Linked DNA regions of Zea mays: region 1 is linked to region 2. A link is a contact called in public Hi-C data. All regions are on one chromosome and are shown on one strand. Each heading gives the region's core, a stretch centred on a gene start, on an enhancer-like site or on the middle of the called end of the contact. The rest is flanking DNA. Distances are from core to core; before and after follow the strand shown.

Evidence for each region. Hi-C and Micro-C count contacts between places; a contact is called where the count stands out from the background.
Region 1: a contact with region 2 is called in a Hi-C map of ear, with 4 times the contacts expected there. The contact joins the promoter of LOC110485087 here to the promoter of LOC100280619 in region 2. A contact is called at or near these places in 2 of 25 Hi-C or Micro-C datasets (ear and tassel).

What each region holds. Positions count from the first base shown.
Region 1 is chr3:128,495,344-128,501,791 of Zm-B73-REFERENCE-NAM-5.0, reverse strand. LOC110485087 reads left to right here and starts at 4,274. Exons shown (of 2, transcript NM_001353000.1): 1 at 4,274-4,797; 2 at 5,478-5,962. The coding sequence starts at 4,358. The coding sequence ends at 5,823. It overlaps LOC100272685, which reads left to right. Exons shown (of 6, transcript NM_001365772.1): 1 at 1-137; 2 at 1,557-1,655; 3 at 1,735-1,843; 4 at 2,080-2,151; 5 at 2,275-2,280; 6 at 2,403-2,765. The coding sequence ends at 2,519.
Region 2 is chr3:128,150,045-128,156,167 of Zm-B73-REFERENCE-NAM-5.0, reverse strand. It overlaps LOC100280619, which reads left to right and starts at 2,111. Exons shown (of 1, transcript NM_001367136.1): 1 at 2,111-3,067. The coding sequence starts at 2,204. The coding sequence ends at 2,884. It overlaps LOC100381984, which reads left to right. Exons shown (of 3, transcript NM_001361569.1): 2 at 1-493; 3 at 597-1,791. The coding sequence ends at 795.

The DNA.
Region 1 (6,448 bases), core at 3,025-5,524, 340 kb before region 2:
GTACTCGGCCTCGCCGCCGCCGCCTCCGCGGCCGACGCGCCCTTCGTCGTCGCGCACAAGAAAATTTCGCTCTCCCGCCCCAAGCCGGGCGTCGAGCGCGTCGCTGTCTCCCTCGACCTCTACAACCAGGGATCCGCGTGAGCACCGCTGCTTTCCCACAGCACCCCCACCGCCGATCCGGTTTGTCGCTTGTAGTAGTCTGCCGATCTGGCTTGTTGCTTGTCGTAGTTTCGTTTGCTCCTGGGATCTGATCTGACTCGTATGCGGTATGCCTTCCTTTTTCTGGGAGATTTGAACGCGCCTTCACTTGCTTGGATCTGCGTCGTGGGGTGAGTGAGTGATGCGAGGTTTCCTTCTTAAACCTTAGCCGGGGGATTTAGTTTTACCATTTTTTATCATATAGGTCCGCTAAATCTGAATTGTAGGTTTGCTTAATTGTGTGTAAGAAGCGAAGAATCGATATTTTTCAACCTTCGCTTGCTCTTCTGCTTTTGTAGATCCCCAATTTTCTCAATTCCTTGCTGGAAACGGGAGCAGATCATTACCCCTGTGTGCTGCCCTTGCTCTTAATTGACTGCTAGATCAATATCATGATTACTGCCCTTGCTTTTAATTCACTGCTAGACCAAGAAGTTATAAATTGCTAATTAATATTTATCATGTAGTATGCGCGGTGCATGCTAACTTGCTAATGGTTATCTAGTTAAACAACTAGTCAGCCCAACATCCAGTCACGGCATCCAAAGCGCTGGTGCCAACTTGCGTGTACGTAGTTGTGTCACAAAAGAAAGTGATCATAGAGTCCATGTGGAACATTGCATCGTATATTTTGTCTGCTACATCTTACTAGAATTTTTTGTGTTTGTCATCTTGCATATGGTTAATTGTATCTTAATTTGTAATGTGTTTAATTTTGCATAAAAAAGAGCTTTGTAATTTATTTCATTCTGAAATTTATGCTTTGTCGGTTTCCCAAGAAGCACACTTTTGTCTGCACTTGCAAAAGGAAATGCACTTTCTATTTATTAGAAGAACTGTGTGAAAAGTTTGCTTTGAGTTTAAGGCAATTGGTACTGTACTACTGTTGCAGTTGCATGCATTCTATTTTTACTAGTCATTTGTATGGGACAACACACTTTGTATTGCTTTGCTTACCTAATATATATTTCTTGGTCAGATATATATCCTGTAGTGTCACATATTTGTAGTATATATCTGGCTAAATCTGGAAGCCAAACACATGACTCTAGGACTAGTTGGTTATGTTAAAATTAAACATTAAATCACCAAATAAACGGACCTGGAATTTTTGCTATTTGTTTATGCGCATCGGATTTACTCCTTTGTGCTACAACAATTGTTGGTATCACCATGTGCTACTGCTTTCTCTTGTATCACAGTTCCAGTAATACTTGATGCGCTCGAAATTGGTCATTACAGTTTTTTTTGGAGTCATTGCATCATGTATATGTGCTCCCTTCCGTTTCATATGACGGCAAATCAATCCCATATGTTCTCATAGCATCTGCATGGACTTATTGTAAAACCTATTGCAGGACTGCCTATGATGTGTCCATTAATGACGACTCTTGGCCAACAGAAGTGTTTGAGCTTGTCACTGGAGAGAAATCGAAGACATTGGAAAGGCTTGACCCGTGAGTACATTTTGTAATGCATATCACTGCTTTACATGTTCATGTACAGTAAAGTTAATGATTACCTTGACTCTTTCAGTGGTGCCACTGCTTCACACACATATGTCCTGGAGACCAAAACACAGGGCAGGTTCCAGGGTTCACCAGCTATCATTACATACCGTGTTCCCACAAAGACAGCTCTTCAGGTCCCCCCCACCCCACTTTATCTCTACTGTTAAATGTCTTCAAGTCGTCCAATTAATCGCGATTAGTCGTCCAAGTTGGTTTGGACCAATCACGATTAATCGCCCTAGTCGGTCAGCAAGAACGACCAGCAAGTCGTCCGACTTGAAAACATTGCTACTGTACATAATTTAGTAGTGTTTCTTGTATTGTCCAACCCACGGTGTTTCGCTAAATCAATGCTTTGTACATGTTGAAGGAGGCATACTCAACTCCCATCTTCCCACTGGATATTCTCGCTGAGAGACCTCCAGAGAAGAAGTTTGAATGGGTAAGTAAGCATGCCATTGCACGCACAACCTAGTTCATGTTTCTTGCCCATACTGATGTTCGGATGCTGTTTCTGGTGTTACCTCTGCGTGGAAATCTGAATATGCTCTCATACTATGTTCAGGCTAAGGTATTTTTCTCTTTCCCTCTACTCTGGTCAATTTCCCTAGTTCATCTAAATAAAATTTTCAGGCAGATTTTACCATTCATTTGAGCTGGACACTAACAAAAAAAATTGTTATCCATGTGCAGAGGCTTGTGATGAAATACGGGTCACTTGTGTCTGTTGTCTCTTTTGTTGGACTGTTTATCTACCTTGTCGCGAGCCCGTCGAAGAGCAGCTCAAAGGCAAGCAAGAAGAGACGCTGATCTACTTATAGGTCGCAGTTGACGGTGTAGCTGGTGGTTTTGCCTGGAGGAACTCTTGGTAGTTTGAGCTGTGCGAAAGCTTTTAAGTTTACATTTACTCACCACTCCATGAACGGCAACGAAGTATTCATCAGTTAGAAAAGTGCACCTATAATTTTGGTTGCTTATAACTTTCTATTTGTCAGAGATTTAACTCGAAGGACCTGTAACTAGGAAAGTTAATTTTGCTTGGAAGAACATTTTGATATGATCGTTGTTCCTGTGCTTCGTGCGTGGTGCCGTGAAATTGAGAGGAACCATTTGGTGGGACGTTTTCAGCTGACAATGGTCATGACATTGCAACTGCCGTTAATCTGAACCATGCATGTTGAAGATCACATATTTAATAGTTAGGCCCTGTTTGGGAGCGCATTTTTTCAAAACCACAGTATTTCAAATACCATGGTATTTCAAAGCCATGACATAAGCTCAGTTTTAAATACCACAGTATCCAATACATAGAGGTGTTTGGGAACGTAGTTTTCAACCAAATCATAATGTGAAAAAGAAAGCTAAAACAAATTCTACTCCCAGCCACGTAATGCTTTCCCAATCAAAAAAGAACCTCCCAGCCTAGAGCGCACCTGTTGCAAATCAAAATAGCCAGTACATGTACATTAGAACAAGTTGTCATTGTTTTCCCAAGTGTTAAAATCAGAACAAGCTGTCATCGTTTTCCCAAGTTTTGAAATCATGTTGCTGGCTTTAAATGTCCAAGGTTCCCAAGAATTGACTACACGAGAGAAGAAGAGAAAAGTATCTTATTCTCTGCCTCCCATGTTTATATATATGTGTGTGAACCAGCCCATTCTAACTTTTACATTTATAAAGGTAGGGCTAGTTTGGAAACCCCATTTTTCTATAGAATTTTAATTTTCCCATAGGAAATTAGTTCATTTTCCCTTTGAAAAATTAGAATCCCTTGGAAAAACGATGTCCCCAAACTAGCCCGTAGTTAGGAGTTAGACGGAAAAAATAGCTGAAAAGAAAATTTACCTTATTTTGATAACTTATTCTTTTTCAATGATTGTAATATTAGCATGCAATGTAACATACACAAAACAAACTTACGCACATAGCATTTGTGAAACATAACATCTCTGAATAAAATTATGCACGAGATGGTGAAACAAACACAAGATTTATTATGACAAAAATACGCACAAGACTTGTGAAAGAAATTTGTGCACGCAAGATTTGTGAGTATAAATTACGTGTAAACAGATTTGTGGAAAAAACATACGCACTTGAGATTTGTGAACATAAGATCCTAGATCAGATCAGAAGAAGAGAAAACGTTAAAAAAAAACTGAAGAGTACAAAAAGGAAAAAAAAAGCACGGCAGCGTACTGCGCTCTGCAGCTAGCCAGTACAGGAATGAGAAAGGAGAACGGGCTGAGATATCACAAGGCACAAGCCATGCTGAGAAAGTGAGACGAGCGTTCGCTCAGGACGAATGACCGCTGAACTGGATTTGGGCTGTTTTGCTCACTTAAAGAGCCCAACTTCACCCAGATGGCCCATGAGAACCAGCCCACTCTTCTCCTCCCGCAGCCTCTCTGTCTCTCGCTCATTCCAATACACTGACACGACGGTCCCATCACTCATCGGACGGTTCAAACCAGCCGTGAACCTCATCTCCACCATCCGCCGTAGGGTAACCCTCCCCAAACCCTCACGACGCACTATATAATGCTCTCTCTTCTCTCTCGTCCAACGCTAGCCGCACCGCGCTCACTTCCGCACCCTCTTCCCGCCGCGCCGCCGCCGCCGCCGCTTCCTCCCCGCCGCCGGGCAAGATGGGTCGCGTGATCCGCGCGCAGCGTAAGGGTGCGGGATCCGTGTTCAAGTCCCACACCCACCACCGCAAGGGCCCCGCCCGGTTCCGCTCCCTCGACTTCGGCGAGCGCAACGGGTACCTCAAGGGCGTAGTCACCGACGTGATCCACGACCCCGGACGCGGCGCCCCGCTCGCCAAGGTCACCTTCCGCCACCCCTTCAGGTACAAGCACCAGAAGGAGCTCTTCGTCGCCGCCGAGGGCATGTACACCGGCCAGTTCGTTTACTGCGGCCGCCGCGCCACGCTCTCCATCGGCAACGTCCTGCCGCTCCGCGGGATCCCCGAGGGTGCCGTCGTCTGCAACGTCGAGCACCACGTTGGTGACCGCGGTGTCTTCGCCAGGGCCTCTGGGGACTACGCCATCGTGATCAGCCACAACCCTGACAACGGAACCTCGAGGTCTTAACACCATCAGCATCCCTCCTTTCTCTATTTCATTCGTAGGATGAGACCTGATGTGGTAGTTCGACTATGAGTACTTGTATCACTATCTGATATGTTAGGATTCATGTAGCATTCTGAAAATAGTTTAGCTCTGTTCTTGTGGCTTTAGATTTAGTATTTTTACAATTTTAGAACAAAACGCTTCGAATTGTGCTCTAGTATAGTAGACATATCTGCCACATTCTAGTTGTTTCGATAGGAAAGGTTTAGGAAGTTTCTTGCGTTATGGAGGTATATTTAGTTCTGTAGGCATTTGAAGTTGATTTGTTCGTATATTTTGTGATATTATTGTGCTGCTTTACACATCTCGATTGTTTATACTTATGAAATTGTAAGTTTTTTTCTCATCTGATGATGGCAGCCTTAATATTACATTTTTACAGCTGAACATATTGTAGAATACCTCCATTGTAGAATACCATGTAGATATTGCAAGTTCTTAAGGGTTGGTTTGGTGGACGGGAAATGGAGCCATGGATCCCCTCTGTTTTCCTGTCTACCAAAGCAGCCCTAATATTGCTGCCTATTGATGTTCTAATGTGGCAGAAGATAATATTGTTCTAGTGTAGTTGTCTATATATATATATTATAATCTATCCCAAACAATAGTTCCTAATTTTGCTCTGTTTTTACAGGATCAAGCTGCCATCTGGTGCCAAGAAAATTGTCCCCAGCAGCTGCCGTGCCATGATTGGGCAGGTTGCCGGTGGTGGCAGGACTGAGAAGCCGATGCTGAAGGCTGGCAACGCCTACCACAAGTACCGTGTGAAGAGGAACAGCTGGCCCAAGGTCCGTGGTGTGGCCATGAACCCCGTGGAGCATCCCCACGGAGGAGGTAACCACCAACATATCGGTCACGCCTCTACTGTCCGCCGCGATGCTCCCCCTGGCCAGAAGGTCGGTCTCATTGCGGCTAGGAGGACTGGAAGGCTCAGAGGCCAGGCTGCTGCCACAGCCTCCAAGGCTGACAAGGCCACCTAGAGTATTGTTGTTCTTGTTTTATCTATCCCTCTGCTGTGATTTATTAGATGGTTAAAAAGGACGTGTTCCGCTATGGATGGTACTATGGTGAAACATTGTGTCAGTTTTTGTGGTATCTGTATGGATTTTCAAGTATGCCTAAAGAAGTTTTTGGTGCTCAATGATATATGCCTCTTTTCTCAGTTTGCATTTTGGTTTGTTGTTGTAGAATTGTTGAACGGTTGTCTCCGATCGTGTAATTTCTGAGTTCCTTAACGTTGGTTGTGCATGGTTTGTCAAACAAATGTAAGTGGTAATTACCCTGAACTTCATTACGGCTGAGTTATAGAGATTGTTGGAACTGGGAGGTGCTTGATAGACGGCTGGACAGATTTTGAGCCTAGAAATTTAAATTTCAACACAGTTCTCCCTAATTTCTCCATCTGTATCTCACTATAATCATAAAATATTATTTCTTATACCTACTTTTTATTTACTATCAATTTTTATCTAATAACAATTATTCGCGGCCATCCAACATATGCAATGAATGCTGCTAGAGGAGTGACGGGAGAGAGAAGAATCCCGTCGGCTGAAGGGGCATATGCAATGAATACTGCTAGAGGAGTGAAGAATCCCGTCGGCT
Region 2 (6,123 bases), core at 862-3,361:
TTGCAAAGTACATGACACAGTTTTATCAGTATTTGGAGATGGGACTTCAGAACTTTGAGGAGTATCAGGTGTGTGCCATTACCGTGGGTGTTGTTGGTGACCTCTGCAGAGCACTGGAAGACAAAATTTTACCCTTCTGCGATGGCATCATGACCCAGCTCCTGAAGGACCTGTCCAGTAACCAGTTGCACAGATCTGTGAAACCACCGATATTTTCGTGCTTTGGTGATATAGCACTGGCAATTGGGGAGGACTTTGAGAAGTATTTGATCTATGCGATGCCTATGCTGCAAAGTGCTGCTGATTTGTCGGCCCATACCACTGCAACTGATGATGAGATGCTCGACTACACCAATCAGCTAAGAAATGGAATCTTGGAAGCCTACTCTGGTATCCTGCAAGGATTTAAGAGTTCACCTAAGACACAACTGCTGATGCCATTCGCTCCGCATATTATTCAGTTCCTTGATGCTCTGTACAATGGGAAGGATATGTACGTCAAAACTTCACACTCTGATTCTTCAACTCCGCTGCTTAACTTATGAGCCATTTGTTTTGTTGGCCTAATTCCTTATGTTGCTATGACTCTTTTGCAGGGATGATACTGTGATGAAGACTGCAATAGGTGTCTTGGGAGATCTGGCTGACACATTAGGTGTCCATGCTGGCCCTTTGATCAATCAATCCACCTCAAGCCAGGCATTTTTAGAGGAATGCTTGGCATCAGACGATCCTTTGGTGAAAGAATCTGCCGATTGGGCGAGGATAGCAGTCAGCCGTGCAGTTTCGGGTTGATGCCACAGTGAGTCTCGAGTCTGCACTTGCATCCCATCCACATGTCATCATGCCTGGGTCTTTAATTGCTTCATGTCCAGACCTGCTCTTCGGTGAAGTCCAACATCTTTACAGCAGAGTCGGAGGGTCCCCACTAACTCATGCATCAGTACATGTGTCAACCCGCGCCCCGCTTCGGCGGGAAAAGAAGGGTTCAAGTTGGCCGCCCACTAACTTTCGCCAAATGCATCTGCAACCTTCATGTCTTGTTGGAGGTGAGATGAGGTTCTATTATCGCATGACATGCTCACAGATTCCTGTGCATGGCATGCCTATGATATGTGGCCCATCATTTCCTCCCCTGTATCCATCCCATGCATCAAAGTTTGGTCAGATGGCCACGTGGGACAAAAGGCGCAGTTTCTTGCTGCTGCTCCAGTAAGAAAGAGCGGGCTCGAATCGCGTTGTCACAGGATTATTTTTGTATCGATCAGGGTGGCCAAGTCCATTTATGTCAGACATATCCTCCCTGCTGCTGCTGGTAGGTTGTGAATTTCCTAGCATTCTTTTCCCTTTGGCCGCTTGCATTGTCTTTGCATTTCATTCTTGGTCGGTCTATTTTGTAAGAGTTGCTTTGGGGGCAAAACATGTGTCCTGTCCGGTCTGCTACCGCACGCTATTTGTACAAGTCAGGTCCGTGCGTGCATTGGTTTATTTCCCGGTGTTATCGGAGCAGCGCGTGTTTGTGCCTTTTTCCACCGTGTTTTTGGTAATCTACATACATGCTGCTCCATTTCGGTTTATGAGGAGCTGTGTGGGTGAAGAAACAGAGATAGAGTTATATAGGTCTTTGAAGTGGTTCTTGCTGGTGGCAGAGGCAAATTGAGTTGGGTGTGGTTTATGAATTGTACCATGGTGTGGAGAAGACCCACTGGTAATATTTACTGTATTTGGCTGGTGCTCCGCCGCAGAGCATATGAGCAAAGTTAAGCGTGAGTGCTCTTTTTCTCAGCTTCATCTAAACATGGAATCAATTTAGTAAAATGTAGGTAAAGAAGTAAAGGTAGAATGCTTCTTGTTATCTTGCTTTTATCTCTGCCCATATCCTTACCCACCCAACTTGTCTGCTTCTAATTTGCTATGACCGTCCTTTTCTTCTTTTTTTTTGAATTGATAAAAAACGGTTTTCGATCCTAGCCCGTGTAGGAGTATATTGAAAACCGTAGCCAAATCTACTACTAGCATTGAAGTTCTTTTCTCTATTGACCCTTCTCATGGACGCTAGTCGCATCACTAAGCTCGCCTATAAAAGCCAGGCAGAGCTGTCTGATGTTTTGTCATTGCCATCACAATTCACAAACTCACGCCTAATAACACTACACAACCAGCTATAGGGGCCTACCAGCTTTGTCAAGGGCTGAAGAAGACCATGGCCAGAGCCATCGTCCTCGCCGCTCTTCTCCTCGCTGCCACTGCCAGCTCCACGACGGCGACCACGCTGACCATCCACAACCTCTGCCCTCACCCGGTGTGGCCTCTGGTGACCCCCAACTCAGGCCTCCCTTCCATCTCCGACAACACCGCGCGACTAGACCCCAACGCGCTGCTCACCCTCTCCTTCCCGCCCACCTTCTGGGCCGGCCGGGTGGCCGCGCGCACGGGCTGCGACGCCGCCGCGTCCGGCTGCTGGACGGGCGCCGCGCCGCCCGCCACCGTCGTGCAGGTCACCGTCCACGACGGCACGAACCAGGACCAGGCCGCCTACAGCGTCAGCCTCGCCGACGGCTTCAACGCGCCCGTGGTGGTCAGCCCGCAGGCGGCCGGCGGCGGGCAGTGCCCAGCGCTGGGGTGCCCCGTCGACCTCAACTGCGACTGCCCCCCGCAGCAGCGCGCCGCCGAGGGCGCCGCGTGCCGCGGCCCGCCGGAGTACTTCAAGAGCCGGTGCCCGCTCACCAGGACCACGCCCACCGACGTGGAGCCCGTGCCGCAGAGCTGCCGCGCGCCGGGCGAGCTCAAGGTCGTCTTCTGCCAGGCGACCATCGTCACAGGCGGTGTCGCCGCTGCCGCCGAAGCCGAGATGGCCATCCGAACCGTCGTCGCCGACAGCTAGACTACTGGCCGAGACAGACGTCCAGCTCCACTGGCCCCGCTTCGTTGAATCGTTATTTGTCACGCTTTTTGCTTTCGTGTGTTTGTTAGCTTAGGCTTCGACGCGTGTAACCCGGTGGTTTTTAAGCAAAATTTCAAGTTTAAATTCGTATTACATATTTTTTAATAAAAGCATTACATTTCTAATAAATTTAATTTAAAAAATCAGCTAAAATGCTCCCCATTCACGAGCTTATCGATAAATCCGCTTGCACTTGCAGACGACAATAATATAATTTCTTCTGAACAATGCCCTTTTTTTCCTTGCAAAATTCCTTGGCGTCCCGTTTGCATCATTGAAATTTAATTCCATTCTAATAATGGTGATTTAGTTATATATCAATTAAGCAAATTCGATTTTATGTAAAATATATTTTTATATTATTATTAGTAAGATATCAGAGATATTTATATGATATATTTTTACTATAAAGAAGTGAGACGAAGAATATCATGTAAGTTAAACAGTAGAAATAAATTCTACTAATGCATAAAATCATTTCCCATCCTCCACACTATGAATTTGAGATAGATTCATATCTGAAGTTTGGGAAGTGGTGGAATATCAAATTCCAAACTAAATAAGTTACTTTATTGAGTAAATTACAAATTCTCTAATGAAAGAATCCAAACGGGGTGTGAATAAAAATCCAGATCCGTTAAACTGAGACATTTAAAATCCACGGAGCATTTTCATTCACGGCCCTAGTAGCTCTTTTGGCATATATACCTTGCTTCTACCCGAGAGGAAAAGGGTTAAAGCAAAAGCTGCGGATATCACATCCCCCGATGACTGATGTCGGCGTCATCATGTCTTACCATCTTTCGACAAAGCAGAATTGTGTCGAAGACGAAAGCACGACATGACATCACCTTGCTTCTATTTTCCCCCTTGAGACTAAGGGCGTGTTTGCCGCCATGGCCCAGCAGCCTGGCTGCGCTCCCGGGCTGCAACTCCTGTGTTTGCGTCGCCTGGCTGGCTCGGGAGCCAGGCTGTGCGCGTGCAAATTGAGCCTCTCAGCCTGGCTCCACAGAAACGAGCTCAAGGTCCGTTTCCTGGGAGCCTGGCTGCTCGTGGCGCAAGGATTCCGCGTTTAGGTAGTTTTGGCCTTCTAGCCTGGCTGCATATTGGGTGACAAACACCAGCTCGTCTGAGCCAGGCTCATATGGTACAAGTGCGCAAACAAAGTGAGTTGCAGTAGCCGGGACAGGCTAGCCTCAGCCTGGACCAATTGAACGGGCCGAGCTGGCCAGGGACAGGGTCACAAACACGCCCTAAATATGCGAAGCTCCATCGAATTATGAAAACAATAATCTGGATCTGATGTACAGTTGGAGACAGGGAGCGAAGCCACGTTAGCTTTCTCTGCTACATGGTTACCAGGGTGAAGTAGAATTTTGCTAACATCTACCTTAAATTTATCTTGTATTTATTTTAAAATTATATATTTTCTCTTTATGTTTGCTATAATGTGTACCAAGGTTATTTTTGAGCTGATACACATGAGCAACGCTCCTTGACTCCTTGCCCCAACCAACACATCTTGCATAGGCTCAGAAAGGCCTCCGTCTCGGCGTCGCCAGAGCCCAGAGAGCACACCGTCAGCTCGTGCATGGGTTATGAACGCAGCGGCGGGCTCTCCCTTCTGCATCCCGATCGTTGTCGAATCCGAGGCTACCAATGTCGCACTATCTAAGATTGGATATCAATCTAGCTCGGCTCAGATCATTTGAGTTCGAACTGACTCGGTTCGACTTGTTAAGCTAACGAGCCACAGAGACAGATCGATTTGACTCGTTTATAAGCTCGAGCTGACTTATTTAACTCACAAGCCATATTAGAAAAAAAGAACAATATATATAATAATCAATTTATAGTTAATTACAAACCAATTTAACAACAGAAAATAGTAATTATACTTACAGTTCCACATACATCATCAATGTAACAACAAACTAACACAACTCATCACTCATCAATTTATCATCAATTTAAAATTCACACACATGTTCATTAGTTTAACCTACAGTCATAGTTGTATAGACCAATTTAATATGTAGACATAGTTCATCAATAATCAGTTTAACTCATATGACATAGGCACCACACGTACATATAATGTTCACTGTTATGCTGAAATTTGATAGCTTGTTTAGCTCGCGAGGTGACTCGTTAGTAAACCGAGCTAAAATGTCATTTCAGGTCATGAAAAAAATTCAAACGAGTCGATCCAAACTAAGTGAAGCTAACCATACACCGAGCGAGCTACAAATATTTCGTCTAGCACTGCACTAGCGGCCATTCGTGCATCGCCAACGACTGCGGCCGAAAGGACTCACACATTTTGCAGAGGTGTCATCATGTGTTGACGCAAGCCGGTTGCCGGTGGGCGTACCACACCTATATATGCCCAAACGGGCAGCCCGGCACGGGCCCGCTAGGCCCGACTAATAATCGGGCCATGTCGGATCGACCCGCGTGTTACAACTCTGGCACAGACACGACATATCGGTCTACTGACCGTGCCGAGTTGGCTTGTTAGCATGTTGGTCATTTGGTAAAATCATAGTAAAATGCTAAAAACGGTGATGGAGGGGGATTTCGAATCCACACCCTTATAGAAGAAGGGCGGGAGACGCTGGATGAAGATGACGAACTAATAGAACACTTGTTTGGATGTGATTAATATTAAATATAAATTATAAATATATATTTTTTAAAAAATAAAAAATATAATCGTACTGGACCAGATTAGCACTACGGATCGAGACCATGACTCGAGCAGGATACAGCGCTCATGTCAGATCGGCTCAGGCACTATAAAACGGACCATGCCTCAGACCAGCCGCTAGGCATGTGCTATTTATAACCACGCCGCGTGCGCGCTCCGTCATCGTCGAGGCCGAGCATGTAGGGTGCTGGTAGGCCGAGCATGCTCGTCGACAGCCGATCGTTGTGGTCGCGACGGGTTGTAGCAGACTTCCAGTCGCTACTGCCATGTGAAGGCCTATGGTCGTTGTTAGTCGATTTGTTTGGTGATGGCCCACTCTTGCGGCAGCCAAATCTATGGCTCTCCAATGGCGCATAGGCATCTTATGGTGGCGTCTACTCTTTGCGGTTGCAGTGACCCACCAAAATCATAAAAAGAATAACAAAAGAGCAATATGATTACATCATTTTAGTCCCTCTCTTTTCCTCCG